Linked DNA regions of Mus musculus: region 2 is linked to region 1. The links are chromatin contacts, called in public promoter capture Hi-C maps. All regions are on one chromosome and are shown on one strand. Each heading gives the region's core, a stretch centred on a gene start, on an enhancer-like site or on the middle of the called end of the contact. The rest is flanking DNA. Distances are from core to core; before and after follow the strand shown. Region 1 holds the start of Adra2c (adrenergic receptor, alpha 2c). Region 2 has its middle 8.0 kb from the start of Gm31601.

What was found. Promoter capture Hi-C pulls out the DNA fragments that hold promoters and counts their contacts.
Region 2: a promoter capture Hi-C map of hippocampal neurons shows a contact between it and region 1, with 4 times the contacts expected there. The contact joins the enhancer-like site here to the promoter of Adra2c in region 1. A contact is called at or near these places in 2 of 39 promoter capture datasets (both in hippocampal neurons), 1 of 15 datasets of contacts at CTCF or cohesin (large pre-B cells), 14 of 484 Hi-C or Micro-C datasets (cerebral cortex, cortical neurons, embryonic stem cells and 4 more), 4 of 115 datasets of contacts at active chromatin or transcription factors (VIP interneurons, embryonic forebrain and embryonic stem cells) and 2 of 9 other capture datasets (adipose tissue and pancreatic islet).

Annotation. Positions count from the first base shown.
Region 1 is chr5:35,275,549-35,280,469 of GRCm38.p6, forward strand. Adra2c (adrenergic receptor, alpha 2c) reads left to right here and starts at 3,018. Exons shown (of 1, transcript NM_007418.3): 1 at 3,018-4,921. The coding sequence starts at 4,338.
Region 2 is chr5:35,166,669-35,171,984 of GRCm38.p6, forward strand. No RefSeq gene overlaps it. Among named protein-coding and RNA genes, the nearest start is that of Gm31601, 8.0 kb to the left of the region's middle. Within about 2 kb of position 2,338, at least 33 of the 459 cell types and tissues checked have an H3K27ac peak or open chromatin away from gene starts, as enhancers often do. A contact at or near this core is called in hippocampal neurons and ventral hippocampal neurons, where this site is marked.

The DNA of each region.
Region 1 (4,921 bases), core at 1,768-4,267:
CAGTCTGCAGGCTGGGGCGCCAAGAGCCAGCCCGGCTGCCGGATCCTTGCCACGTTCTGACAAGACAGATCAGTCTTTGGAATTCTTCAGGGAGGGGCAGAGAGGGAAACAAGCCTTGGTTTTCCCTTGGCTCATCTTTAAAAATGAGATCGCACATAAACATAGGGAAAAATCCTCAGCTCCATTTCAAATAAAAAGGGCATCCTCTTAGACTTGAGACAAGAAATCCAGCTCTATTTCCCTGACCCTGTCACCAGCTAGAGCTAAGTAAAATGGAAGAGCTCTGTGAGCCTGGCTCTCCTCAGCAGCTCCAGGCACCAGCCAAAGGCAAAGCTGGGCAGGCCAGATGCGACACTCCCTCAGGGAGAGGGAGAATGGAAGAGCCAGCACGGATATTAGAGACAGTGGTGCAATGTGTTCATTTCACAGACAGGAAAACTGAGGCCTGAGAATGAGGAGGGTCACTCAGCTGCCAAGAAGCAAGGAAGGACATGATCAGGAGCTTAAATTCACACTTGATGGCTCTGCTCACTTCTGAATCAAGATGTGAGTGGTTGCACAAACAACATATGTGTGTGGACATTTATGCTTATATGTGCATATATGCTTGCCTTGTGTGTGACTATGTGCAAACTCATGTGGGTGTACATGCACATATGTGTATACATGCATGCCTTTGACTGGAATCTTCCAGGTGCAGATACACATACGCATGTGTTTGGGTATATACACAGCTACACTGGAAAGTATCTGAAGGGATGAATGTACATACGTGGCATGCACATGCAAGTGGTGTGTAAGTGGTATATAATCATACATATATGTATGAACAGGTGCACATGTATACACACATGTGAATGTAAGTGCATCTTCATGAACATCCGTGTGTTCAGGCAATGGGTCTGTGTGTGCACACTTGAATAAGCATATCCATGTGCATGAGCCCATGAGGGAGTGAGGTGCATGTGTTCACGCATACCTGTGAGTACACCAGGGTGATTCAAGGAGCCCAGCTCCCGTCAGCCCATGTCACGGCTGCTTTGCAGCATGCGCACTGCTCCCAGGATTCACACAGACATGCAACCAGATCCTGTGGTAGAGGCCTGGCAGGGAATTGAGAGCCTAGGACCCAACATCCAGGCACTATGCAACCCTGGCTGGACCAACCCCGCACTTCTAGGCACCAGTATACCCACCACTCTGAATACCCAGGCTGCTTCACTTCACATGGATTTCCTTCTGAAATATACCAGGACCTTCCCAGAATGCCCTCACATAGTAGGTACAAACACCCAGTGTGGCCTGCCACCAACTACTCTTGAACACACAGTCTGTAGGGGCACACATTGTTTCCTGCCACAGAACAACCAGAAGCAGACTGTTGGGGCTAATTGGCTATCTCTGGGCAAAGAGGCTAGTTCAGCCTCTTCGTAAGTTCCTGCCACCCCAGGGGGTCTCACCAGCTGCCCTCAAATGAGCAGACTCTTTAACTCTCACTTCTGGCTGCTGACTCCAGAGTGGCTTCCTCTCAGTTATGCCGGGAGGTATGGTCAGCATCCCTACAGCATGTAGCCATCATCCCCAAGAGCCTAGGTCACTCAGTAGCGAGCCCTGCAGATGCCCTTGCAGGCTTCCCTTGCAGGGCTCCCAGGGCATCCCTTTGCCTAGGCAGGCATCACTTGGAAACGTGAGGCTGTGTGCAGTCAGGGCTTGGGCTAGACTACCTGTTGTCCCCTCAGCTTCTCATATGACAGCATCTCTGACTCAGGCAGGTCCACAATGCTGCCTGCAAGGGGAGAAGCCATCTCTCCAACAGTACCCGACCAGTGCCCACTTGCCCTTCCCCTCATCGTCCTCAGGCTCCCACATCCTCAGAACTAAACCAGCCTCTTCGGGGGGCACTCTCACCAAAGAAGCATCCCATCTGAAGGAGTACCCACATTCCTAAAGAGCACTCTGTCTTAGGGACCATCCACACACTGGGGACTACCTCAGTCCCTAGGGAGCATGGTCCACAAAGCTTTTTCCTAATAACTCCTCCATATCCAAAGGTGATACATGCTGTCACCTCCTCCTTTGCTTCTAGGCTGGGTTGGGGGTAGGGATGGGGGGTGGGGAAGTTCCAGGGCTTTGATGGCACTCAGTGTGGGGGTGAATATCCAGACACAAACACCATAAGGCCAGACCTCCTCTTCCTCCAATATACTGATGTTGGAGTCATCTGGGGGCTTCTATACAAACCAACTGAAGTTGTTTTGATCAGTGGCCCTTGTTGGGGCCTCTGGGTAAGAAGGACTTGTTAAAAAACCTTGGCGGTTCTTCCTCATAGTTCACATTCTCAGGTGACAGCACATGGCACTTTGCAAGCCCTGAGTTAGAAAGTGCCCAGGACAGGCATCAAGAAGTGTGTCCTGCACGGGCACAGTACTCAAGACAGGCCCATGGTCTGAAATGTTTGTCGTCTGCCTAATCCTAGTTGGACACCCCTGCCCTGAGGGTAGGTCCTGTGGGTCCTCTAGGGCTGCAGTGCCCACAAGGAGGTTGCACTATCCTCAAGGACTGCAGGGAGAAGCAGCCACCAGAGCAGGGACAAGTCCAGATGCCACAGGTCATGGCTCCAAGGTCCTCAGAATGACTTTCTGATGAGGCCTTCTGCCAGTGGATTGCCAACTCCCCTCCCTTTCCGGTCTATCTGACCTGTGTAATGAGGTCCTGGCCAGCCTTGGTGGAGAGAATGGTACTCCTTTAGTTCTAGCAGGGAAACGCTAGGTCTGGAAAGTCCAATTTATTCTCTTGGCCACATCCTCCCTGCAGACCTGGGGCTGCCTGGAGGCAGAGACCAGTGCCTCAACTCAACTCAGGCCACACGTGACAGAACCTCTGTGAAACTGACACGAGATCTCCCCAACATTTGATTTGCTCGCCCTCTCTTAAACCTACTCCCACAAAATCACGCTGCATGGGGCAGGTCAGTTTTGAGTTTGTCAAAAGCGCAGGTCTGGAGCGTCCCCTCCAGCTGTGAAAAGCGGGATCACACAGCATTAAGATTCAACTTCAACAATTGCCAACATGGGTATAGAGCTTGGGAGCTTGATCTGGGCCTCGACTGACACCGTGGTTATGATTCACGATCCCGCAGCGCTGAGAGGTACTCAGAGGAGGGAACTGAGGCTGACTGAGGAGGTGGCTCTGCAGGGGAGCAGGGACCCTAAGCTCCAAAGGAATGATGCGCACCAGCAGTGTCTCTGCCATGCTGCTACAAGCGCACTCTCCAATCAGGCCGCGGACCCCGAGCCAGCCCCTTACGAGCCGGTGTGCGCGCCCGCGCGCGCTCCGTCGCCTGTAACCGAGTGAGGTGGAGACTACGATCTTAGAAAGAGCAGGCTTCTAGAACTCACCGCTCAGGCCAGCCCGCGCTCAGCCGGGCCCCGCAGGCTGCAGTTGGCCCTGGAGGGGGCGCCCTCGCCGAGTGCGCGCCCTGCGCCGCCGCCTAGGGCTCCTCCCCGGCGCCGCCGGCAGGTTCGCCCAGGCGGCCGCGGGCTCCGGCTCCCGGCCCGCTCCCCCCGGGCCCGCGGCTCGGGCCTGCGGGGCGCCCCGCCCCGCCCCGCTGCGCCCTCCCCGCTGCGCTACTGGACTCAAGTTGGAAGCCGAGCCCGGGCGACAGCACTTGCGCCAAGCGCTCCGCGGCGGCGGAGACGCTGCACCGGCGAGCGGGGAGGGCGAGGCGGCGCCCGCACGGCCGAACGCGGACCTTGGGGGGCGCCCGCACTCGGGAGCAGCAGGAGGACCGCGGGTGTCGGCGCCCAGCCCCGCAAAGTAAAGTTGCAGGGACCCGGAAGAACGGCAACCTGCGCCCCGGCTCGCTTAGCCCCAGCCAGCCCGTTGGGAAGCAGAGTGTCCGGGCCGCCGCCTGCAGCCTGCAGCCCAGTCGGGCACCCGGACCGTGGAGCCGCTTGCGTGCACCAGCTTGGACACCGCATCTCCGTGGGCTGGCGGCCGGGACGCTCCCACTGAACCCAGGCCGAGGGCGGGGCCGCTCGAGGACCCGGGACCTACCCCCATTCCCCCCCACCGCCGCGTCGCCGCGCTCTCTGGGCACCTCCAGCTCTGCACTTACGCGCGCGGCAGCTGCGGGGAGCCCGGCAGCCACGCTCTCCGGCGCGCCGCCCGCCCGCCGGGCCACCACGGCCGAGAGCCGGCTGCGGGGCTTCGTGGCCCCCAGCCGGCGCGCCGGAGGAGCAGGCGGCGATGCGGACGCCGACCCTGGCTGTGGGGCGCCCGAGCTGCCGAGGCTGCGCCCGGGCTCCTGGCAGGACCGCGTAGCTCTCGGGAGGACCATGGCGTCCCCAGCGCTGGCCGCGGCGCTGGCGGCGGCGGCGGCTGAGGGCCCCAACGGGAGCGACGCGGGCGAATGGGGTAGCGGCGGGGGTGCCAACGCCTCGGGGACCGACTGGGTGCCACCGCCGGGCCAGTACTCCGCAGGTGCTGTGGCGGGGTTGGCAGCTGTGGTGGGTTTCCTCATCGTTTTCACCGTGGTAGGCAATGTGCTCGTGGTGATCGCTGTGTTGACCAGCCGAGCACTGCGCGCCCCGCAGAACCTCTTCCTGGTGTCTCTGGCCTCAGCTGACATCCTGGTGGCCACACTGGTCATGCCCTTTTCTCTGGCCAATGAGCTCATGGCCTACTGGTACTTCGGGCAAGTGTGGTGTGGTGTATACCTGGCACTGGACGTGCTCTTCTGCACCTCGTCCATCGTGCACCTGTGTGCCATTAGTCTGGACCGCTACTGGTCGGTGACGCAAGCGGTAGAGTACAACCTGAAGCGCACGCCGCGCCGTGTCAAGGCCACCATCGTGGCCGTGTGGCTCATCTCCGCTGTCATCTCCTTCCCGCCTCTCGTCTCGTTCTACCGCCGGCCCGA
Region 2 (5,316 bases), core at 1,088-3,587, 110 kb before region 1:
GTATGTACGCTGTGAGAGTCTGTTTTTTCCCTCTGTATGTACTGAGAGTGTGTGCTATGTCTGCGTGTGCATGCTTGTATGTGTGTGTATATGAGGGAATCTGTATTTTCTCTCTGACTCTTGGTGTCTGTCTCTGTCTCTTCCTCTCTCTCCCTCTGTGTGTGTGTACACATGCACACTTGAGCTCACTTACCCCAGAGGCTGTCCATCCTTCTCTGTTACCCCCACCCAGTGCTTAGACCCCTGCCTGAATCACAGGAAACAACTCCAACTTCTCCTCCTCCTCCTCCTCCTCCTCCTCCTCCTCCTCCTCCTCCTCCTCCTCCTCTTCCTCCTCCCTCCAGGTGAGCTTAGCACGGCTGTGGCTGTGCCATAGTTCCAAGGACTCTCCAGACCCTACTCTGGGTGCCAGTCTCTCACCTCTTGCTCCTCAGCACTTTACGCCTTATTCAACCTCTTGCCCACCATAGGGGGTTGCATGGGACCATGGCCACTTTATGGAAGGGCAGACACTACCTTAACATTGTACGTCTGGGAAGGAGCCCAATGCCGAACACTTCTTGGGGACATTTGTCATGGTGACTTGAAGTCCTATAAACCTTGGCAGGCAGAAGGTCCATGCATGTTCTCACCAACATGAAGACCATTTATAGACAAATCTTTTTGGGGGGGGGCCCAAGGGAATGCTGGATAGTGGCTCAAAACAGACTATTAGGTACTTGTCTGACAAGTGTGGTCCAGCTGTGGTGTTGGGGGAGCTCAGTTGGTTGAGAAAGCCAGGACTTGGGAAAGGTCTGAACTGTAGCTCCCAAAGACATGCCCACATGAGGCCTTGAAGCTTTGCTGACATCACTGGGGAGAAAACATCTTTACTAACCCATAAAAATCTCAAGATGAGCTGGCCCTGGATCACTTGGGTGGATCCTACATACTATGGCAAGCAAGAAGATAGAGGAGACCATGTGATCAGAGGCCTTTTTCCTCTGAAATGGAAACTTCTGGTTTCTTTGGAAAGCCAGTTATGCCAAATAATGTTTTTCTGGGGCACACAGGTGATAGGATTCTTTGTTAAAGCAGACGTGTGAAACAAATATGTGATATTTAGAAAGAATATAAATATGACCCTAGAGATAATGGGATCCTCTACCTAGCTATTCTTTGATGGCAATACACACGGATTGGTTCACCTTACACTGCATTGCTGAGCTTCGCTTATGGTGATGTCATAGAAAGAAACTCGCCACAGAATTCATGAGATTTCTGCTGCTTCTCTCTGCTTCCTCAGACTCTGTCCAGTTGGTGAGTCCTTCTGAATTTCTTCTGGATTGAACTGCCCTTGCTGCTTTGTGTGTGGTGTCTGCTGAGTGGACTGGTCTGCAGCTGCTGATTCATATCTGGTGTTTGCTACTGGACTGGACTGAGAACAATGAAGATTGAAATCACCCCAAAGAACTATTTCTAAACAGGTCTACTTCCCCTTTGTCCTAATAACCTTTCTTTTCCACCACATCTGGTGGGTGGTGGGCTAGAGGGGAGGTTGAACCCTTATTAAAGTAGGCTGAGAAAAATTTATGCCTACATTCCTCATTGAGATCATGGTCACCAACTCTGAAGTAAACAGCCTTCAGCCAAAGTCCAGCAGGAGTCCAGGATCTGGAGAGGCAGAAAGGTCTTGTCAAACCTTGGAAGAGACATGGCTGTCACTTCATGTCAATCTGGACTTCTCCAACTAGCGTGGGGTTGAATTCTTGTTAAAGTATTTGTCCGTGGAGACAAGAAACAGACTGGCTCAGTGAAGACCTGCTCCTGTCCAGCTATATGTGGGATGTGATAGGATGGGCTCTTGGGAGCCCCTGGGATTTAACCAGCACCTGCCCATGCCAGTCTCCACTGCCTTCCCACGAACTGGTCCTGTCCGATTGCTGCTGTCTGTCATCGCAGGTCTCAGGAACTAGTCAGAAGCTCAATGAGGTCTAGGGGCTCTTGAGAGGCTGTGACCTTCCCTGCAGAGTAGGTGAAGTCCATGTCCTGGAGTGAGAGACTGTTTGTGAACCACAGTCACCTGGGGCCGCTCTGTCTTGCTTGCCCTGCTCTTTGGTAGTGTCTGTCCTCCCACAGAGAGCTTCACTTCCATGGTGTACAAACCTGGTCATAGAAACCCTTTGGTCCCCTTGATGTTACCCTGGCCCTGCCTGTCTCCCAAGGTCTGACTGAATCCAGGCTTGTCCAGAGCATCAACCCCAATTCCCACCATCTTCTCTCACTCTGAAGCCAACCTGTGACCACCTTGTTCCCAGAGACTGGGCTCAGGCAGCCCCTCTTGTGTGTGACTCACAGTCATCCCGGGGGACCAAGCTGTCACAGAATGAGTCACCCTGTCAAATGCACAGCATCTGTCAGTCTTCTCACCCACTGCTATTTTTGAAATCCTGTCCTTTCTTTGCTGTAATCACTTGGGTCCGCTTTTCACCAGAACACAAGTCTGCTGTGGCTTCACTGCACGCTGAAAAGGCTGGAACTAACGGTGCTTGTTGAACCAAAGCTAGATGTTGACAGACGTTTCAGAAGGAACCAGGTGATGAAGGTCTCATTGTCTCCAGGAGCTACTGCAAGCTGTGGGTGGGCTTGTTGGGACTGGCCCACACACTGCAGATTACGCTTCTCAGATCCAATGGAAACTTGGCCATTCAGTCTCCAAGTCCTGACTGGGTGACTTCCTTTCCTCCAATAGGACGGTGTCTCACAACCACCACGTAAGCCCAGGGCCAGCACAATCCCCCTGCTTCAGCCATCTGAATGCCGAGTACTGATTGTAGGTGTTCGCCGCCAAACAGGCACAGGTGTAGCTCAGGCTGCCCCTAAACTCAGCCTCCTCAGAAATCTTCCTACTGTGTGCTCTACCATGACCAGCTCAGATGGGACAGAACAGACCTCTTGTTACTTACACACACACACACACACACACACACACACACACACACACACACACACACACACACAGTTACTGAGAGCCAGTCCACCGAGACCCACATGGTAAAATACTTATCCCAGAAAGAACTTTAGGAGCCATATGACCATGAAGTGGAACTGTTGGCATGAGATCGGTGTGCTGGCAGGGGAGCCCCAGAGCTGCCCACTCCTCCACTCCATTGAAGACACGGTGGGGAGAGGACTGGCCTTCTGCCAGTGCTTTAATAGCAGACACCAGACCTTGAAAAGTCAGTGTCTGAGGCTGATGAGCCCAGGCTGAGCTATGTCATTACACCAGAGTGGACAAAGACACAAGCATGAAAACCACAGAAAAGAGAGAGAGAGAGAAAGGAGGAGATGGAAAGGGATATGAGGCAGGCATGGAGGAAGAAACGTGGGGAGGAAAAGGACACACTCTTCACTGTGTAGGAATCACTGCAGGCTTGGGCAGCATCAATGCAGCCTTTGTTACAGCTTGAATCTGGGTTGTCCCTGGGGCTCACTGGCTTTTGCGGAAGTAAGTGGATTCTGGGGGCTCTGGACAGTCAACGGATTAATTCTTTAATAGGATTGTAAAACAGCGATACTACTGGCAGGTGGGGCCTAGTTGGGGAAACACTGAAGGTGTGCCCTAGCAGTCTTGTCTTGTCTGTTCCCTGGCCACCAAGACTTGCAAATTTGTCCTGCTAACCACAGACGCACAACATGGAGCCACCTGGCCACAGGCTGACACCTCCAAATCTGTGAGCCAAAATAAACAATTTCCCTAAGTCACTGATCACAGACACTTCATTCCAGTAACACAAGCTGACTAGGCAGGAAGCCTTTTAGTTCATTTTATGAATTTATACATAATTTGACGCCACCAAGATCTTCTGCATATGGCAATTTTGAGACATGGTGCAGAGTAGACCAGGATGACATGAGGCAGACTTTGACAAACACTGTCTGTCAGATGCTGTTTTTGACGGATTCTCTGTCCCCAGGATGACGACCGATTTTCCAATGCAAAAACATCCTCGTGACTCACATCACTAAATATCAGCTGTCACCCTCGGCTTACAGAACGGCAATAAAAACGGCCATTATGTGGCTCTGCATAGCTTTTTTTTTACGGGGTGTGTGGGGGGGGGAAGAGAAAACATTTTGTTCACTAATTGCTCCTGAGTGGGGCTCAGCTTGCCAGTGGTTTAGTGACTAGGAGTTTGGCACAGGTGCAGCAGAGGGGACTGGCCAGCGTGGAGATGGATGCTGTCTGGGGCACAAGGCCAGCTGAACAGCCACCAGGGACACACTCTGAGAACTGTCTTATGTGAGCATTGTGGCCTGGATGCTAGCAGGGGAGATGGCACATGTGGCCACTGCAGGCTACAGTGGCAGTGTTTATAACATGCCTCCCTTCCCCCCTTTTTCTTTCTCTCTCTCTGGTCTGCTGTCACAGGTTTTTTCCTCCTTTTCCTCGCCTCCTTCCTCTAGATTTATTTATTATATGAGTGTTTCTTAGAATGCACGTATGCATCCCATGTGCATGCAGGCAGTGTCTGCAGATGCCAGAAGAGGGTGTTGGGTCCTCTGGACCCACAGTGGTAGATGGTTGGACACAGCCAGCTATGTGAGTGCTGGGAAGCTGACATGGGTCTCCCAGGAAGAGAAGACATTGCTTTTAACTCTGAGCCATTTCTCTAGCCCCTTTCCTCTTAAAAAAAAGTCTTTCATTTATTCTTTGACAGTTTCACACTTGTATACGTTGATCATATTCACTATCCACTCCCAACTTCACCCTTGTTCCTCCCCACCCCTTGAAACACCCCCTCCACCATCATTCCTCCATCTGCTTTTCCTAACCCACTGAGTCCAATTCATGGGGCTGGCTGGCATGCTGCCTGGTCTTGTTGGCTTGATCTCATGGAGATTATCACGGCTTCAGTGAGTTGGTGGTGCCGTGGCCATGTGTCCTCCCAGTGACCACATTTCCCAGCACTCTTACCCATCCTCTGGACCTTACAATGTGACTGTCCCTCTTCTGTTTAGTTCTCAAAGCTTTACAGGCAGTTGATACAAACATTCCTTCTAGGGCTCAGTCACTTATTCTCAGCACTCTGACCCTGAAGAAAAAGACTCCTCAGGGCAAGGCTGAAAGTAGCAGTAATCTATGGATATAAGTACAATATTTAGAAGGTAGTTTGACAACATGTCCACATAGTAAAACACTAGTAATAGGCTCTTCCCTAGGACCTATGGCCTTCCCAGGCTTACAGTTACAAATGTCCTCCTATAGAACAAGCCTCAGATGAAACCAGAAAATGGTCGTTGATCACCCTGATAGCCTTCATGCTGAGATTGCAC